Regions from separate parts of the Aedes albopictus genome. Here region 2 is linked to region 1. A link is a contact called in public Hi-C data. All regions are on one chromosome and are shown on one strand. The core of a region is the stretch at or near the end of the contact, and the rest is flanking DNA. Distances in the headings are between cores, read along the strand shown.

What was found. Hi-C and Micro-C count contacts between places; a contact is called where the count stands out from the background.
Region 2: a Hi-C map of whole body shows a contact between it and region 1, with 4 times the contacts expected there. The contact joins the promoter of LOC109421253 here to the promoter of LOC109421255 in region 1. A contact is called at or near these places in 3 of 3 Hi-C or Micro-C datasets (embryo, whole body and whole pupa).

The regions. Positions count from the first base shown.
Region 1 is chr2:39,062,821-39,066,313 of AalbF5, reverse strand. It overlaps LOC109421255, which reads left to right and starts at 1,545. Exons shown (of 2, transcript XM_019695740.3): 1 at 1,545-1,685; 2 at 2,143-3,493. The coding sequence starts at 1,674. The coding sequence ends at 3,207. All of the region lies in intron 9 of LOC109421171 (angiotensin-converting enzyme), which reads right to left.
Region 2 is chr2:39,287,514-39,291,006 of AalbF5, reverse strand. LOC109421253 (MAGE-like protein 2) reads left to right here and starts at 1,907. Exons shown (of 3, transcript XM_029854512.2): 1 at 1,907-2,251; 2 at 2,475-3,374. The coding sequence starts at 2,213. All of the region lies in intron 9 of LOC109421171 (angiotensin-converting enzyme), which reads right to left.

The DNA.
Region 1 (3,493 bases), core at 296-2,795:
TTGCAGCCATATTTGTGCTGTCTGATTTTTCTCCTTAAGACGAAACATTTCCTCACTTTTTGGTTTTGAATTTTTCATTAAATATTCAATATTTGTTTCGTTTTTACAAAAACCGTTTTCTAACAAAATTAAAAAATAATGATTTTAGAAAAAAAAAACATTTTCTAAGAAAAAAACTTCAGAAGATATCTTGATCCTTTCTCTAATTGTGTATGGAAACCGATTTTGAAAATATTGCTTCGCTATCTAATGAAAATATTTAAAAAATGAAACAAAAAATGAGGAAATACATCCAGTTTTATCACAATCAGGTATTTTTTATGCGGCAGCGTAAATTAAAACTCCATACATTTTTTTTCATCGTCTTATTTTTTTAAGCGGTAGGTATCCCCCGCGTCAAGAACCTGACTATACGTCCTTTGTTGTTTTCGTTGTACGTCATTTGGTTTTGTTGTTCGCCCTTGTCTGTCATCGTTCCCCTTCCGTTTGCTCTCTTTTTGTCGTTGTCTACCGATAAAATACTTTCTTTTTGGGTTCGTTACAGATCAGGACAATTTGTCCCATCAATGTGTATAGTATACGTTGGTAAACAATTTAGTTTAAGACCCCCTAATTTCTCCTTTTCAATTTTTAATATATGTTATCTCTAACCTCGAAACAGCCGCGAGTACTTCGGATCCCATATCTAACATAGTGATAAGGCAGTAAAAATTTGAAAAAAATCAACTACGTAAAAACAAAAACGTATCTGCTATTCCCATGTGAGCCTTCCAAATGAACGAATAGGTGAAAAACAAACAAATTACAGTGGTATTTACGGAAACATTGATGCAAACCGTCTTCAAACAATTTTACACAAAAAAAAGCTTGTATTGAAAAGTGTTCATGATTTGGTGTATGTGGTATCCAAAACAGTTTTTTCTCGAAATTCCGTCTGCTTTAGAAGTTTATAATTGTTCAGAAAATGTGAATATGTATTACCAAAATAAAAAAAAAAAAAAAACAATAAAAACACAGGAAACATTCTTGAACCGGTTCCCCAGCAAACCGTCTAATCACCCTACAAAGTAGTGCACATTGACCCCAAGCAAGTGGCCGTACACTAAACCAAAACATTACCGACTAGCCCAATTACAGCTCTGTTTGTTTGCAATCGATCCAAAGCGAGTTTCTTTTGCCTAGAGCAGCTCGGCCCCCTTCACGTACGTACGCAACACACGACCTCCCGAGCGTACCATCAATGGGTCACTGAAAAAGTAAGCCAAACCGTGTTCTGGTGCCCCCAAGCCGGTTCCACACTCTCGCTCTCACTTGAGGAACGCCGCGCGCACGTGCTTCTCACACGATGATCAAGGGAAAACTCACAACCCCCTTCTCGGAGAGAACCCACCAGGCGCTTTTCCAACCCTATCTCCCACGAGAGGCGACTCACGCTCACTCTCCGAGGAGTTGATCGCTCTCGTTCTCGCCGGTCCGTGGAAAAAGTGTCCCAATCTCACCCCTTTCGATTCGGTTCGCGCGCGCGCGCCAAAAGCCTTCAGAGACTCAGATCGATACGGGGGAAAATATCTTTCTGTATAAAAGACCCTGGCGTGCTACCGATCAGTATCCAGTACCTTTTCGGACTCTGGTCTTCCCAGTTCACCAACCAACAAACTAGTAGGAGCATCACAATGAAAACTTTGGTACGTGCTTTGGGTGGATTCTGAGTGTTCTGCTGTTCGGCAGCTGGGGTTGCTCGAGAATATGTTCTCGGTGAAGTGTTAGAAGTGTTGGAAGTGTTATGGACTTTGGTGGCAAAATGGACTGTGTGGATATTGCTGAGTGGATTAACGAGAAGTGATGATGATGCAAGATTGTGCCAAGAGCTGAACTAGTTTCAGTCGATCTGGTCGAGAAGGAAAGCATTTGCATTTCAATCCAGTGGAACTTGTTTGGCAACGTGTAATGCTAATTAGCAGTTGAACTTTCGCTTTTGTTGTGAAACAAGAAGAATTAGTCTGGGTGTTTGTGATCGAGTGAAAAGAATTTCCAAGGACTTACTGGCGGGTGTTCGACTTCCGAGATAATTTAGTGATTGTTTTTTGATAGTGGTTCATGAATTTTAATGAGTTCTTTGTTTTCGGGCGGGTTTCGTTTCAGGTGTTGTTAGGGTTAGCCACGCTGTTGGTTTTAAGTTCTGCGGCCGAGGACAAGAAGGCCGAAGAAGTGAAACCAGTCGAGCAGGCTGAAAAGAAACAGGAAAAACGTGGCCTCTTCGACCATGATTTTGGTGGACATGACTTTGGTGGACATGACTTTGGTGGACACGAATTCGAGCACCACGACCATCATCACCACATTGATCTGCAACCACATCACGAGAAGACTCTGACCGTCGTCAAGAAGGTCCCAGTCCCATACCCAGTGGAGAAGCACATTCCAGTTCCAGTGGAGAAGCACATCCCAGTGCCCGTGAAGGTCGGAGTGCCCAAGCCTTATCCAGTGTACAAGACTGTCCACTACCCAGTCAAGGAGATCGTCAAGGTCCCATACCACGTGCCAGCTCCCTACCCCGTTGAGAAGAAGGTCCCATACCCAGTCCATGTTCCAGTTGACCGACCAGTCCCAGTCAAAGTCTACGTGCCAGCTCCATACCCAGTAGAGAAGAAGGTCCATGTTCCAGTTAAGGTCCACGTCCCAGCCCCATACCCAGTTGAGAAGAAGGTCCTGGTCCCGGTCAAGGTCCCAGTCCATGTTGAAAAGCCATACCCAGTTGAGAAGGTCGTGCACTACCCAGTCCATGTCCCATATGATCGCCCAGTCCCAGTTCATGTGTCCAAGCCTGTCCCAGTCCCAGTTGAGAAACCAGTCCCATACCCAGTCATCAAGAAGGTCCCATATCCAGTCCATGTCCCAGTCGACCGCCCAGTCCCAGTGCATGTTGAAAAGCCAGTGCCAGTGCCAGTCAAGGTCCCAGTCCCACAACCCTACCCAGTTGTCAAACACATCCCATACCCAGTAGAGAAGCACGTCCCATACCCAGTCAAAGTCCCGGTTGAACGCCCAGTCCCATACACTGTCGAGAAGCACGTCCCTTACACTGTCGAGAAACCAGTCCCATACCCAGTCAAGATACCAGTCCATGTTCCAGTCCATCATGAGGAACATCATCACGAAGAATACCACCACTTCGATGATCACCACGATTTCCACCATGAACACTAAAAAAGAAACGAACATTGTGATAAAACCCCCATTTACTTAATCGAAAATAGTTACCTCCCAGTTCCTTACTTACTAACCCCATTCCCATCCAAGCGAAAAAAAAAACAAAACCCCCAAAGAAACTAACCCTCATTCGTATTCGAGACCGTAAGAATGATGTGAATTTCAATGAACCCAAACAAATGCGTTCAAACGTTCGTGATATTTACTAAGTTACCATTATAAGCGCCTGTGCCAGCAACTTGCTTTTCCAGAGTTGCCCCCGGGCCGAAATACTCACCGACAA
Region 2 (3,493 bases), core at 658-3,157, 220 kb before region 1:
TGTCTGCGTTTAATCCATAGTACGCTAGAGAATTTCCTATTTTTCGGCAAAGGAAATTTTGTGGATTTCTCTAAGCATGCACCTATGACACAACATATCAACGTAAAAAAAAATCATCTTTACAACAAAAGTTCTCAAAAAAAAAAAAAAAACTGCGACAGCGGTCAAATATCAATAAGCTAAATGGCAAGTATGGTTTCAAGAGGAAAGTCATCTTCTTCTTCTCCTTTTCTATGGCTCTACGTCTCCACTGGGAATTGGCCGGCCTCGCTTCAACTTAGTGTTCTTTGAGCACTTCCACAGTTAATGATTGAAGGGCTTTCTTTGCTTGCCATTGCATGAATTTGTACATTGTAAGGCAAGCACAATGATACACTATGCCCAGGAAGCCGAGAAAATTTTTCTGACCGGAACGGGAATCGAACCCGCTGTCTTCAGATTGGCGATCCATAGCCTTAACCACTAGGCTAACTGGAAACCCAAAGGAAAGTAATAAAACATAGAGCAGTCCTAGCAAAGCCTCCGGAGTGCAGGAAAAATAACTGGATTATCTTTGCGAACCATCGTGCACGCGGGAGTATGTACGATGAAAACGTGGAAGCAATATTTCGACAAACATTTGAATGGTACAGGAGGCGATGCCACTGTAAGGCATGAATGCCAGCAGCTTGCAAATACGAATTTCCAGGCAATTTTTTTGGCAAGGATTTCCAGTGTGTTTTTGTTGAATCTGGTGACAGGTTTCGCTTCCGGAACGACTGTGAGTTCAACTCTTACCTGAGCTGTGGATTTTTTTCCCATTTTCACCAATTATTCATCCATTTGCACATATGCTATTTGGAAATCATGATTGACCACACGAATTGATACCGAAAAATTCCATTTAAAGTGAGACGAACATGTTTATTTTATTTCAATTAGTCAAATTTCAACTACACTGATGTTTACATATCTACACTATAGCCCACGCGCACTTGTTCCAACAACTTGTAAAACTGAAGTACAACCTTGATCCACTGATAACAGCCATTGTAACGCACATTCGAAACAAATTGTTTATTAAAAGCCACCCTTTCGCACCATATAGCCCATAACAACCGAGGAAATGCACACCAAAGTTCAACAGCATCAGAGCAAACAATACCGCCTTCACTCCCAACAGCTGCCCCACAATATCCGCGAGAACGCGCGAGCGCACCGGAACGAGATCAAGGTTCCTAAAGGGTTCACCCGGCACAAAAGGGCCCCTCCGGAGTTGCAAAATATATGCCGCAGCACATGAATATCGCACACCGAGCAAATAAAACAAACGAATCAACAACTGCCGTTCAATGCATAAAATGTATAATAAGTGTAGATATTTACACACGGCAAAGACAGCTCCGAGTAGTGTTATAATAGTATAACACACGAGCGGCGCGCGCGATTTTCGGCTTTGTACCGCAAACAAAAGTGAATCACAGACCACCAAATGCCGCCACCGCCGCCGCGCAGCAGCCCATTCAATGGACCCCAGTCAGCGTTTGTGGATCTTGTTTTTCTCACAAACACCGCACCCCTCGCAGGGAGGACCGCCCCACTGAGAAGCTGCTATTGCGGCAACCACCAACCAATTCGTCGTGGGTAATCTGAAGTAGGTAGGTATCGCCGAAGAAGAAGTGTCAAAGAGTAGAGTGGGTGCAGAAAACAGCCGTCGCCGCCGAACCGTGAGATCGATAAGTTTAGCCGTCGCGCCGTCGAAAAGTGAGCGACTTCGCATCTCTCTGACTCGAAGGGAGAGGAAAATTGTCGCGCGATTTTTCCAACCCTTGCGCTTGTGGCCAGGTGGAGGGTGAGTTGAGAGAATTTGGATGCGAGAGAGATCTCGACTCTCGGCGGGATTTGTTTGAGAGCTCGGTGAGATCGTGCGTTGCTTTGATCGGTCCAAACGGAAATTGGGGTTGAATTGAAATGTGGAAGTGTGTGGATGGTCTCTCACGCGCGTGGTTTTTACCGGCTTTTCGAGAGCAGAGCAGCGCGCGGAGACTTCGTCGGGAGAGAAGAGACAAACCTTGCATTCAGCGCAGCTAGAAGAGTGTGGGCACCCCACGACGTTTTGGACCTGCACTGATGCAGCCACCCCAGAATGGAAGGAAAGTGGATTTCGAAGTTTTAAGTAGTATAAAAGCGGCAAGTTAGTACAAATCAGCATCCAGTTCATTGTCTGGGATCGATGCGAACAATTATAAGTGGGATCGCAATGAAGTTGTTTGTGAGTAGCGAATTCTTAGAGTTGTGTGTAGTTCTAGTTCTGAAGCGGATGTTCTTGTGCCAAGTGATTGTGACCAAAAAAGGGACATTGGGTGGAATTTATGAGGGAATGGACGAAAATGGACATTGTCGAAAAAGAGTGACACAAGAATGTGCTTCATGTGTGTTCCGGGAAGTGGTTGGAAGTGCTAATTGATGTTCTGTGTTCTTCTCGTTTCCTGCAGATATGCCTGTCAGCGCTTTTGTTGGTTTCAGCTAACGCTGAATCAGATCAAAAGAAATCTGCTGCTAATGCAGTGCCATTGGAGAAGAAGTTGGACAAACGTGGTTTGTTGAATCTGGGCTACGGGTACGGAATCAACGGTCTGGATGTGGGATACATCGGTGGACATGGTCATTTGGGAGGAGCCTACCATGCTGCTCCTGTAGCAGCAGGAGGAGCCTATCATGGATACGGCCACGGACACAGTTTCCTACTGGGAGGACACACCGATGTGACCAAAACCGTTACCCTGGTTAAGGGAGTTCCAGTGCCATATACTGTGGAGAAGCATGTGCCTTACACCGTTGAGAAGCACGTCCCATACCCAGTGAAAGTACCAATCCCACAGCCATACGAAGTTATCAAGCACGTTCCAGTGCACTACAAGGAATACGTGAAGGTCCCAGTCCATGTGCCAGCTCCGTACCCAGTCGAAAAGAAGGTCCCATACCCAGTGCACGTTCCAGTTGATCGTCCGTACCCCGTCAAGGTGCTGGTACCTCAACCTTACACCGTCGAGAAACACGTCCCAGTCCCGGTCAAGGTTCCAGTTCCCCAGCCGTACGAAGTGACCAAGCATGTCCCAGTGCCCGTGAAGGTTGAAGTGCCAGTGCCAGTGCCGTACACCGTCGAGCGGAAGGTCCCAGTGGAAGTTAAGGTTCCGGTTGACCGTCCCTACCCAGTCCATGTCCCTGCCCCATACCCAGTGCCAGTGGAGAAGCCCGTTCCATACACCGTGGAGAAGCCTGTCCCAGTCCCGGTGCAGGTCCCAGTTGACCGTCCTTACCCAGTCCCGGTTGAAAAACCAGTCCCCTACCCAGTTAAGGTCCCGGTTCCGCAGCCCTACTACGTCGAGAAGCACGTGAGTATTTGAACCTGGTTTTATTTCAATTGATTAAAGTGAATCCACTTGGGTTTAAAAAGGGATTTGTGTTTAGGGTCACTGTGTCATTAGCGATCCTACAAATAATATAAATTTGG